2 separate regions of the Muntiacus reevesi genome follow, and region 2 is linked to region 1. A link is a contact called in public Hi-C data. All regions are on one chromosome and are shown on one strand. The core of a region is the stretch at or near the end of the contact, and the rest is flanking DNA. Distances in the headings are between cores, read along the strand shown.

Evidence for each region. Hi-C and Micro-C count contacts between places; a contact is called where the count stands out from the background.
Region 2: a Hi-C map of muscle shows a contact between it and region 1, with 4 times the contacts expected there. The contact joins the promoter of TMED2 here to the promoter of KMT5A in region 1. A contact is called at or near these places in 2 of 3 Hi-C or Micro-C datasets (blood and muscle).

Annotation. Positions count from the first base shown.
Region 1 is chr13:21,209,929-21,216,813 of mMunRee1.1, reverse strand. KMT5A (lysine methyltransferase 5A) reads right to left here and starts at 4,746. Exons shown (of 8, transcript XM_065903683.1): 1 at 4,626-4,746. The coding sequence starts at 4,635.
Region 2 is chr13:21,342,789-21,349,213 of mMunRee1.1, reverse strand. TMED2 (transmembrane p24 trafficking protein 2) reads right to left here and starts at 1,381. Exons shown (of 4, transcript XM_065904263.1): 1 at 1,091-1,381. The coding sequence starts at 1,270.

The DNA of each region.
Region 1 (6,885 bases), core at 3,497-5,996:
ATGATAATGACAGCCCGGGCTCTCGGCCGCACGGGCTCCCACTCTCGCTGGCCCCACGGATATTTCGGGAGACCTGTCCGTGCCAGGCGCAGCGGGCAGCGGTGAACCCTCCTGTGTGCCTGAGCCTGTGCTCACGGAGCGTTTTCGTGGGCATTTAACCTTCCCGGCCAGCTCCTGGGAGCCAGGTCCTGCGGCTAACCCGTTTATGATGGGGATGCTGAGGCTCCAGGGGCTTGCTTGCCCAGAGCCACAGAACTAGAAAGTGATCAGGTCAGATGTCAAGCCCAGGCGGGCTGCACCTGATCCGTACGGTCCCTGGGGAGATGGAGCCGGGAATTATAATAGCATGTTTGCTCGGCGCTTCTCTTGCATACCTTGTCATTCAAACCTCCCAGCAGTCCTTTGAAGGTAGAAACCTTATTATTTTCACTTCCACAGACAGGGAAAACCACCTCAGAGAAGTGAGGAGCTTGGCCAAGTTCTCAGAACTAGAACTAGATTTCCAGGCCAACAGACCCCAGAGCCTACACTCCCAGCCACTAACTTACCAGTTATAGAAATAGGTAGGGAGGAGCTAATGATGTTGCAGAAGGCTTATTAGCAGGTCATGCAAGTGTCCTGTCCCATGAGAAATGTCCTAGGAGGCAGGGGATCCAGGCACTGTGGTATCTCAGCGTAGATTACTGCCCTGAACCACTGTGCTATAGCCATTAGGGTTTGAGGGTTAGGCTAACCAACAAAGAGTCCCTGTATCTGTGCAAAGTCATGGATGCAAACAAGAGCATCCATCCTTGGGTTATGGCCTGGGAGACAAAGATTGGGTATCTCTCCCTGCATCTGCCCCAGAGGTGCTTTGTGACAAAGGCCAAGTCTCTTCCCCAGCCTGGGCTGCAGCATCCTCATGGATAAAAACCAAGATCAATGAATCCCACAACCTACCGAGGGCACCTTCCGACACCCACATAAACAAATGGCTGTCACTTTAAGTAGCTGCCTCCTCCTCCTCTTAGAAGGGATAAGACGGTGGATTAAATGGTAAGGCACTGCTCAGGACACAGCCTCCCAAATCAGCTCATGCTTTAGAATCCTTCACAGCAGGGCTGGGGAAGTCCCTCCATCCCCACCCAACCACTAACTCCGGTAGGATAGGGTACTCGGCCCACTTGAATATCCAAGAGACTATGCAGAGACAGATTCCAAAGGGACACTGGGACACCCAGATTGAGCCATTTGAAACAGTGTCTGTTACCTCTGCAGGGCAGAGAAGGTTTGTAGTTTGTTGCCAAACAATCAGGGGGATCTTGGTTTGGAGGCAAGAAACAGTTGCTCAAGTCATCTTGTCCATTTCTCATACTATTTTCACTCCCCCACCCCACACACATACCCATGGCTACATCTTCCTCTATTTTAGCAGAGATGCAGAGGATACACTAAAACACAAGTCTAGCACCCATTCCTCTCAACTCTGCAGCACTAGTAGCTAGAAAATGTAGTACAAATCATTCAGTAAAGTTGTAGAACAGTTTCTTTTCTCTGTCATGAGGTTCCTATGTGCATAACAAATACATATACCCAGTCACAGAAATAAAAACTCTTAATGGTGCCCAGGATCTCACATAAATAGAATTCATCACCAGTGATACTAATCGCTAACATTTAGTGAATATTTGAAAGTGTTAGTCACTCAGTCCTGTCTTACTCTTTGAGACCCCATGGACTATAGCCTGCCAGGCTCCTCTGTCCATGGGATTCTCCAGGCAAGAATACTGGAGTGGGTTGCCATTCGCTTCTCCAGGGGATCTTCCTGACCCAGGGATGTAGAAACTGAGGCTTCAGGAAGATAAATCACTTGCCTAAGGGTTTTGTGACTAAGATACTGATAAATATGAAGATGCTTTAGCATAAAAAAATGTATACTGCTGCTCTCAAATTCAAGACACTAAAATACTAATTCATTCATTTGACAAGCATTTATTCATTACCTACTGTGTTCCAGGCCCTTTGCTAAAGACACAACAATGAACACAGAGATAGGGCACAGTGAGGCCAGAGGGGTGGGAAGGGTGCTATAGGATACAGTGAGGACTGTGGATTTCCTCCTAAGAGCAAGAGGGTATGGTTAGGGATGGGAGGAGTGGTGAGAAGCACATGACAAAAATCTGTATTCTTGGGGACCACTCTAGCTCCATTGTGACTGGAGACGGTCACAATGGAAAGAGGGAGACCAAGTAGGAGGCCATCTGATAGATGGACAGATCTTACCCAAAGGGATACCCTTGAGGCTATAAATATTTATATGATTGTAAAATGTCTAAACCAGAGAGGAGTTGCCAGATATCTGAACATTATGTTCATGTGACTTAGCAGGGCTCTCAAAGTGAGTTACAAGTAGCTACAAGCTGTGCACAAAGACTGCTTTTCTAGAAGAAAAAGACTGACCCTTCATTTGAAGTACTGTAAATAATTCGATATCTGATGACACTAAATGCCCAATTTAATGGTTTGCAAGAATAATGAAGCCTAAGAAATCAATAACTACAAATGGGGTGGGGGTCAGGTGACTCTGAGAATCACTGACCATACATTACAAAGGTGATTCATAAGCCTGTTATGCTAGAAGCTGGGAACTCTCCTCTTCACTTTGGCTAAATAAGAGAGGTAGAGGGACTTGCCTGGTGGCCCAGTGGTTAAGACTCTGCCGTCCAGTGCAGGGGGGTGAGGGTTCCATCCCTGGGGAGCTAAGATCCCATGTGCCTCCAGGCCAAAAAACCAAAACATAAAACAGAAGCAACACTGTAACAAATTCAATAAAGACTAAAAACAGTCCACATAAAAAAAAAATTTTTTTTTTTTTAAATAAGGGAGGTAAAGTGGAACAAGCAAAGACACAGAATGGCTAGGGTATGTCCAGTGACTTTGGCCTTCAGCTTCCACCTCTGAAAAATGAAAATAACAGTTTGTAAAGATTAACTGACATAATAAAGTACCTGGCTCTCGGTGATAATTATTATTAACCGTTATTAAGTATGTATTTCAATGGCCAAGAGGTTCACTTTGTTTCCCCCTACAGATTATTTAAGCAAACTATTTTTAAAATGCACTACTGTTAAAATAGGTAGTTTAAATGATTTTGGTGTGATGGGAAAAATTAAAGGGGCTTCCCTGGTGGCTCAGCCGGTAAAGAGTCTGCTTGCAATGCAGGAGACCTGGGTTCAATCCCTGGGTTGGGAAGATCCCCTGGAGAAGGAACTGGCAACCCACTCAAGTATTCTTGCCTGGAGAATTCCATGGACAGAGGAGTCAGGTGGGCTACAGTCCAAGGGGCCACAAAGAGTCAGACATGACTGAGTGACTTTCACTTTCATAGTTTTATTCAGATTTGTCAGATAAATTAGCCAGATATTATTAAATATACTTTTAGATGCTTAACACTTTCCTGAAGAATAATATTTGAGGCATCTTACTATTCTCTGTGGACTGGGTTATGAAGCTCTTTAACTTGAAGTTCACTATGCCTTATTTCTTAATCAAAATCTAGGTAAGTCTTGTTCCCAAACACCCTAAAGGGATGCTACGAGAAGAAATGATGCAACTGGGTGCAGGGACTGAAAACAAAGAAGCCCAATAAATATTTGCTGAATGAATCCTTCTTTTGTTCATTATGATCGCTATGGGGAGCCTGGGCTTCCCTAGTGGCTCAGACGGTAAAGATCTGCCTGCATAATGCATTAGGCAAATTCCTACTAACGTGTAATACCTTGGGAATTTTGAGAAAAATGTAACACCTCGACTTATTTCTTTTACATAATAATTCAAGTGAACCGGCACGCTCAAGTTTTTGCATGAAGGAGACACAGCGGCTGGAAACGACCAGCGGTTAGAGATCACTTTGCCGCATAACATGGGTCTGTCCTGACAGCAAACTAATTGTGCGAAGAACTTCAGGCAGAGACATCGACTCCCTCGCGGCTGCACAACCCCACCCAAGCCATCTCCCGTGGGCAGGAGCCCTGATCAGCTGCGGCGCGAAGGGCCGCCCCGGGAGGTGCCAGGGGACCTGTCTTACCCCCAAGGTGGGCCAGCGGGGCCCGTCCCCGCCCCGGCGGCGCAGAGCTGACTCAGTGCGTGGAAAGGGAAAGGAAGGCGCCTGCCGCGGTGTCCACTCGGACGCGCTCCCCACCAAGTAGGGTACCGATCTGTGCCCTCGCTCGGGATCACCTCCTTTCCAAACCAGAGAGAGCCCCTAAGCAAGCGAAGCCTCGCCCTCCCCCTCATTTGTATCAATGACAACCATTCCCTTGAGGTGCTACGCGCTTTAGTTTCCAAACAGCCTTGACATATGGCCCCGTTGCCTCTCGAGAGGCAGGTCACCAAGTGCCCACACTTTAAAAAGGGGAAACCGAAGTACGGGACTGGAAGGGGTTTCTGGGGGCTTCGGGAGCGAGGGTGGGGAAGAGATGAGAAAGGTTCCGCAGCCCCTCCCCCCGCAACCTTACTAGTACCCGCGCTCCTTCCGAGCAGCCGGCGGGAGAGCGCCTTCCCGCCGCCGCTCCCGCCACTTCGGTGTCGCCTGCAGGGCGACCCCCCAACCCAGCAGCCCCGGCGCTGGCCACCGGGGCCAATACCTCTAGCCATAGCCCTGCTCTGTCACCGCCTAGGATCTCCCGGGAAACGCAGCTTTCGAAAAAAGTTGCAACAACTGTAGCCAACTGCTCCGCAGGGTCCCGGCTGCTGCCCTGATTGGCGACGCTGCCCGTCTCCCCCCAGGCTGCCCGCCGTGATAGGCAAACTTTGGAGGGAAAGCCCGCCCTTTTCCCCGCCTCCCTAGCGGGGGCGGGGCGAACGGCCGCACTTTCTACAAACGCTTTCGGGACAGGTCTCAGAGGAGGAAGAGGGAGGGGGTTTAAATTTTACCGTTTCTCCGAATTGATTGGCTGTCCTGGAAGGGGAGCTGCGCTGCCATTGGGGGGCTCCAAACTCCTCCCTCTGCCGGTGCTGAAGCTCCGCCCCGTGGAGGTTTAGTCACGCGTCTGGCGGCCCCGGCTCGGAGTAGAACCATAGGGGACTTCCGGTTTTTCTCTGGTTTGACCGGAACTCGACCTTTGACCTCTCGACCACCCCTACGGGAAGCCTAGCCCCCAGCAGTTTAACACCCGAACCACCTTGACCTTTCCAGCAGTTTAATCCATTCATTCCTAGGTTGCAAGGTTTATGGAGTTTGTTCTTCCAGTATTCAAAACCCGCGGGCAGAGTTCTTACCAACTGACTTGAGTCAGCCTCCCGGAACCACAGAGATCCTAGTCCAACATACCCCAACTGTTTTACAGATGGGGAAACAGGATCAGCAGGAACAGGTAACTCACTTGCTGCCCAACGTCACGGAACAGTTTATTTCTGGGTCCTGGATCAGTCTTTTGAGTCCTAGTCCACTAGAGGGCTTCCCTCACCCCAGGGAAACAACCCTGTGCCTTTTTCCACCCAGAGGAGCCTCGGTCGGTTAAGTCCCTGAGAAGCACAGGTATCCTAGGTATTCTTTGCTTTGAACACAGATAAGGTGTTCAGTTACAGCTCTTCCCTGGGGATCCTTCCCGGAGATAGGAGCAGAGGTCCATTCTCTCTCTTTGGTCCCCAAGAAGACTTTGGAATCCCCACCATTGCCCAAGGACCCTATCATTGCACCAGGAAAGTAGAAGAGCAAAACAAGATGTTATATGTGAAAGCACTGGGAAAAGTGGGAAGCAACACTTGTCACTCACTGTGCTTTTTGGTATATCATTTCAGCTCTCTGGTCCTCAGCTTAACCAGCTGTCAAATGATGGAGTCATCTGTGATATGCCAGATTCCTTCCAGCTTCCATAAATATACAGAGGTTTTTACTTTCACTAAGATACATTAATTCAACATTTATTGAGCTGTTTATTGGCTCTGTCCGATTCCCCCAAGGACACAGTGGCAAATAAGACAGATGCCTAATTTTTTTAGGAAATAAGAGACCACTTTTTAAAGGTAATATTAAGGGGCTTCTCTGGCAGTCCAGTGGTTTAGATTTTCACTTCCACTGCATGGGGCACAGGTTTGATCCGTGGTCAGGGAACTAAGATCCAGAATGCCATGGGGAGCAGCCAAAAAATATTTAGGCAAATTTCAAAATAAAGATAATCCTGAATAGTGATTAATGGTGTGGGTAAAATGAAGATAGGGAATTTTACAGAGTGTGTGTGGGGAGATCGTTGGTTCTATAGATTGGTGAAGTTGAGAAATCCTCTTTGAGTTCGTGACTTTAGGTTGTACCCTAAATAAGTGAACCCCAGGGGAGAAGATACTTGCAAGTAGAAGAAATTGTGAAAGCAAATTCCCAGAAGTAGGGATCAGCTTTGGTTGTTTTAGGAAAGAAAAATACACCCAATGTGGTTGGAATTAGGTATATCATGGGGAGAATGGATGGGGCTTCCCTGATAGCTCAGTTGGTAAAGAATCCACCTGCAAATAGGAGCTTGCTCCGTCCACTCCACGCATCGACAGAAAAAAAAAAAAAAAGAATCCACCTGCAATGCACGAGACCCCGATTCGATTCCTGGGTCAGGAAGATCCTCTGGAGAAGGGAAAGGCTACCCAATCCAGTATTCTGGCCTGCAGAATTCCATGGACTGTAGTCCATGGGGTCACAAAGAGTCAGACACAACTGAGCAACTTTTACTTTGGGGGAGAGTGGAGGGGATCAGGCTGGGAAAGTAGACAGGGGCTAGATCGAATAGGCCATTGAAGGCTGTGCTGGTTTCTCAGCTGCAGATGCACTCTTCTCTACCCTGCCCAGCAGTATCCATCCTGCAAACTGTATTGCACCTTTGTCAGCTAGTTTTAGGTTCTGTCGATAGGAGAGGAAAC
Region 2 (6,425 bases), core at 132-2,631, 140 kb before region 1:
CACATGGAGGTTTTCCTGACTGATTACTGCCTATTGGTAAAGGAATCTGCTTTATCTTATATGCCTGAAGACTTAAGGAAAAAGACTAGATTGGAAATTCAGAGACCCATGTTCTCATCCCAGTGTGCTCCAAATCAGTTGTTAGACCTTGCTCAAGTAGTTCCTCTTATGAAGCCCATGGCACCTGCACAATGAAAGAGCTGATCTCTTAAGAGCTTAGCTAATTTTAACAGTTATTACCTCCATTATCCCCTTATTTCTGAACTTCACTTGTTTTGTGTAATTTATGCCCAACTCTGTTGATGGTAACTGTTAGATGGAAAAACCCACAGACACAATTAATCATGCTAACCGGTAGCTTTAAATATTAACTCCATCGGATTTCCTTAAAAAAGTTAGAGGCGAGTCATTCTTTTGGCTTAAAGAAAATGATATAGGACAAAATTTAGGGACTGCTGGTTTCTTAAAACGATTTTCCGTTTTCTCTAAAGATACTTCACTGCAATCACTTCTAAAATGCATGACCCAACTCCAGTCTCTTAGTCAGAGATGACTAAACGAGGTATCCGAAGGTCTGTGTAAGAATGGGTTAACTCGGGTCTTTTCTACAAAAAATAAAGGCAAACACAACGCAAACGTCTACCTAGCATTCCTCAACAGCTTCCGATTTACTTTTTCAGAAGTTTCCATGCCACGTCCCAACTTTAATTCGCGCTAGGAAGGGAAGCAGCTGCTGCCCGGATCGAGACCTGCCATCAGCTAAACAAGACCGTGTAGCGCCTCCTGGGCCCGGAGATGACACGCGGCGCCTGGTAGACAAAGCTCGGCGAGAGGTTCCAAGGGGAACCAGCCGTTCAAGCTGAGAATCCAAAGCAGCCAAGCAACGGTTCCGTCTCCCGAGCGGAGCTCGGAAAGCGGGCGGGTGCGAGGGAAAGGGCCGTTAGGGGGTCGCCGGGTGGCGGCCCGGGCCCCTCCCAGGACTCGGACAGCGGCCTCCGGGTCCCGCTCTCCACGCTGGCCCCGCGCGGGCCCCGGGCGCCGCCAACCCCCGAGCGGCCGCGGGCCCCCGCCTCGGGCAGCGCGCCCGCACCTCCACGTCGATGTCCAGGAAGCCGCCCTCGGCCACCTCGAAGATGAGGCCCATCTTGGTGCCCGAGGTGACCCGCTCGAAGAAGCATTCCTCTGCATGGGCGTCAATGCTAACGAAGTAGCCCGAGGCCGTGGCCAGGAGGGCGGCCAGGAGCACCAGCAGCTCAGCGAGCGTCACCATGGTGGGGCTGGGGCCGAAGCCAGGACCGGGACTGCGGCCTCCGGAGCCGCCGTCGTCGCTGCCGCCACCGCTGCCTTCTCAGCCGCCGCCGCCTCAGCTCCGCCCCTTCCGGCTGCGCCACCCGAGGGGGCTGATGCGGGCGCCGCGGATTGGCGAGCGCCCGTAGCTGCCACGTAACGGCCGCACGGCGGCCGCCGAGGGACAAGAATGCTCCGCGCGTCTCGAGCCTGGACGGTGGCTCAGAAGGACCAGAAACCATCGTTTCCGTTACTAGTTCCATTCGTGTACTACCTAAACTTCTATGGGCCAAACTAGGAAGCGGTAGCATCAAGAAACCTCTGCCTCATGCAAGACGCTCTTAGGATTATCCATAAAGACAGCGGAAGATTTGGAGGCAGCAATAGTAGTGTAAGGAGGAGATGGGGCTGAAGCCAAGGGCTTTGAACATTTATGTTAGCCTGCTCTCAGCTCAAAAAAAAAAAAAAAAAAACCACGACGGGGGAAAGACGGGGTGGGCATAGATTGGGAAGGGGCACGAGGGAACCTTCTGTGATGTTGGACATGTTATATCATATCGTCGCTAAATGATGGTTAGATATTAATGTAAAGGGCTTCCCTGGTGGCTCAGATGGTAAAGACCCTGCCCATAATGCGGGAGACTCAGCTTCGATCCCTGGGTCAGGAAGATCCTCTGGAGAAGGGAATGGCAAACCACTCCAGGAAGATGTTGGAAATGTTTTATCATATCGTCACTAAATGATGGGTACACGAGTGTTTACATATGCTTTTTTTTAAAAGCTCAAGCTGTATACTTGAGTAGTGCTCCATATTTTTTGCTTTACTGTATGTCTATAATACAACCACATACACACAAAAAAATGTACCTTGGCTACATCCTCCAAAATTAGAAGTCTCTCATCTCCCCAAAAGTCTTCCTGACACCCCACACCCCCTTAAATTTTGCCAGCTACGAAGACAATTTTTTCCTCACCCTTTGCCTCCTGAGGTACTCCTACACATCCCTCAAAACCCAACTCAAATGTCAGCTCTAGACCTCCTCCTGCACAATACTAGCTCCTTCCTCTGTGCTTAGAAGGCAGATCTGTGCCTCCTGAGTTGCAGTCATTTACCACTGTGCCACTCCCGAGGCACTAGTCTTGGCATACATGTGCTTGTGTGCTGTGCTTTCAGGCCTTACCACAGGGCCACAAAAAACCTCACCCATGACATGGTAGTTGACATATCAAGTTCACTGAACTGGCCTGAGCATGAGGAGATCTGGGTTGTTACTCCAGCTTGGCACATAGCTGTGTGACCTTATTTATGTTCCATCACCTCTCTGAACCTTAATTTCCCTATCTGTAAAAAATATGACATCACACTCTTTGCTTATCTGGTAAAGTTATCATGAAAATCAGATGACACTACGTGCTGTGCACGTTTGGGGAATTATTTCTTCAAAGACTAGCAGGCAATAGGGGGCAGTAGTGGCCTAATATCCAGTTTCCTGGACAGGTGTCAAGAAATAGGTACAACTAGGGTAATGATGGAAGTTTCCTGGCTATGACGATATGTTATTGAACTCAAGAGTTCTAATAATGGTCCCCTGATTCCACACCTTGCAAACTGGCAAGGGCCCTGCTTCTCTTGGCAGGTCAGTTCTGTAGTGTCGTCCTGGCAGCCATCACTGGAGGGAGGCTCAGCCTAGAGCCTGCTCTTCCAGCTTCACCAATCCATTTGGAAGCCTCTATTTCCCTATACTGGGCTTCCCTGGGGTCTCAGTGGTAAAGAATCTGCCTACCAATGCAGGAGACGCTGGTTCAGTCCCTGGGTTAGGAACATCCCCTAGAGAAGAAAGTGGCTTACCCACTCCAGTATTCCTGCCTGGGAAACCCCATGGACAGAGAAGCCTGGCAGGCTGCAGTCCAAGAGGTCACAAAAGAGTCAGACACAACAACTTAGCGACTAAATAACAACAACAACAATTTCCCTATAGTAAATCTCTTCTTGCTTACAAGACCATCAGAGGTTTCCTATTAAACTGAATTAAACGGGTGAATATCATCTTTTTGACTTCCCAAGCAACCCAGCTCTGTAGAAAAGTCACAAGAACAATTCTGTTTTTATCTAGACATTAAATAATAATTTTCATTTTCAAACTGATTCAATAACATTCTAACCCACTTGTCAGGGTTTTAAAATGTGGATATTTATATCACTGGACCACAGTGAATTGTATATTATGGGAGTTTTATTATGTAAGTCAAGGGACTCACTTTAGGGATCAGGCAGTTTATATGAGAGATGGCACCAGCTTAAGGCAATAAGAAGTAGGAAGGACTGTGGCAAACAGGAGCATAGATTCTGTATCTGAATACATTCAGGGGACTTCTCTGGTGGCCCAGTGGCTTAGACTCCATGCTCTCTATGTACAGGGCACAGGTTCGATTCCTGGTTATAGAATTAGATCCTACATGCCGCAACTGAGAACCCTACATGACACAACTAAGACTCAGTTTAGCAAATAAAATAAATACATTCAGCCCCAATTTTTGAAAACATGGTGGTGGGCCAAGCCAAAGACAACACCAGAAGTCATCTATAAATTTTTATATTATAAAAGTAACAGTGCTATCTAAAAATTGGAAAAGAGACAAAATTAACTCTAATCACAATACTATAAAATCTGTCAACTACTTGGTATAGTTTCTTCTTTGCCCAGGTTTTTCTTTTTAGCATCCTTGTCATAGTTACTCGAGCTTCCCAAGTGGCCCTAGCCATGAAGAACCTGCCTGCCAATGAACCCGCCTGCCAATGCAGGAGATGTAAGAGATAAAAGTTTGATCCCTGGGTCAGGAAGATCTCCTGGAGGAGGGCATGGTAACCCACTCCAGTATTCTTGTTTAGAGATTCCCTGGCAGGCTCCATGAGGTCGCAAAGAGTTAGACAAACTGAAGCAACTTAGCACCCATGCATGCATGCATAGTTAGTCATCAGGTATCTTTCAACAATATTTCAGGATTTGAAAACAAATTAATTCAAAGAACTACAAGTTCTCAGGACTTGTCACCCACAGAGTTGTTCAACCATCACCACTGTCTAGCTTCAAAACACTTTATCACCCCTAAAAGAAATCCTGACCCATTAGCAGTCATATCCCATTCCCCATTCCCCTGACCATATTTTGTTTAGCTATTCACTTTCATGGACTTTGGGTTGTTTCTACTTTGGGGTTATTATTAGGAACGTTGCTATGAACATTTCCGTACATATTCTTGATGGATATAGATTTTCCAATTCTCTTGGGTATATACCTGGAGAGGACAAGATAAATTATCTTTTCTGGGAATCAGGAGTTTGTTGTGGCAGAAACCAGGAAACTAGGTTAGACACTGATGAGGTATTTGCATCAGTTGCATAGTCAGTTCTCAGATGCTGACAGGTTTTAAAGGGAATAACAAAGGCTGCTTCCCCAGAAAGGCTAGATCAGCTTTCTGCTGTTTGGGTATTAACATTCCCCTTCACTTCTGGTCCCACGGAAGTTCTCTTTTAAAAAGTAGAGAAGAAAAAAATAAAATAAAAAGTAGAGAAGAGTAAAGGAAACTAGAGAATTTTCTTTCATTTTTCTTTTTTTCATTTTCAGTTTTTAAATGTTACTTTATGAAGAACAATATTGATATAAAAATGAAAATTCAAGATAAGTTTAACCATAATGTCATCACCTAATCAAATAAGCCGTCCTGCGACGTACTAGGACCTTCATCTCATACCCATCCTGGCCCTATCTGCTCACCTCTGTATCACAAGGAAATCTGTTTCCCAGGCTCCCTTTCACTGTGCTTCCTGGTAAGTTCAGCCAGTCACAGGCACTGGCAAAATACTGGAGGGCTGAGGAAGGAAGAAGCCAGAGCATTTGTCTCCCTTGGTGCTTTGGGAAGCATCTCTGCCAGTGACTGCATGTTCGAGGCTCCAGATCTTCTGAAAGTCCAGGTTTTACTGGATGGTCCTGGCTCCTGGGCTCTGATAGTCCTACTTCCTCCCTTCCTTTCTGTAGTCCTAAATGGATTAATATCTTTCTGCTGTTGATAACCTATGCCTTTGTTTCACAATCTTGTTTGGCTCCTCAGCGCTATCATTGCCTGCTGTGATGGTTTCAAAATACATTCAGGAGTTCTGTGAATTTCCTATCTTTAAAAGTTGCAATCTAGGGAATTCCCTGGTGGTCCAGTGGTTGGGGCTCTGTGCTTCCACTGCAGGGGGCATGGGTTTGATTCTCATATGCTATAGCAGCCAAAAAAAAAAAAAAAAATTTTGGAGCTTAATTGCCCTCCCCTGGAATGAGAGGCAGAACTTAGTGACTGACCTCTAAGAGAATGTGGCAGAGATGACTATCTATGACTTATGAAGCTAGGTCATAAAAGGAATTGTTACTTCAGGGTTCTCTTGATTCCTCTGAAGGAAGCCAGCTACCATGTCATAAGGACACTCAAGCAGCTCTGGGAGACAGTCCCACAGGGAGAGAAACTCAGGCCTCTTGTTGACAGCCACGTGAGGGCACCATCTCGGAAGTGGCTCCTCCAGCCCCAGTCAAGCCTTCAGATAATGATGCAGCCCCTGCTGGTATCTTGAATGCAGTCTCCTGAGAGATCCCGTATCAGGACTGCTCAGCCAAACTGCTCCAGAATTCCAGATCTGCAAAAAAGTATGAAAGATAATGATTATTGTTGTTTTAAGCCACTTAGTTTTGGGACAACCTGTTATGCAGCAGTGGATAACAGGCACCTGAGCTTCCAGAAGGAAAGTATTACTTTTACCACAAGCAAATAATAGGGAAAGTCCAATCTACCCAAAAGTTCACTGATGGATAAATGAATAAAGAAAACGTGGTCTATCCCTATGATAGACTATTATTCAGCCATTAAAAGGAATAGAGTACTGATTCAAGCTATAACAAAGTGGACCTTGAAGATATTAAACTAAGTCAAAGAAGTCAGTCACAAAAGGGTTATGCATTGTATGGTTCTACGTAAATAAAATGTCCAAAACAGGCAAGTCCATAAAGACAGAGTAATTAGTGGTTTCCTCAGGCTGTAGTAGGATTAAGGAGGAAATGGGGAGTGATTGCTAATGGGGCTTGGTTTTTTTCTTTTTTTGG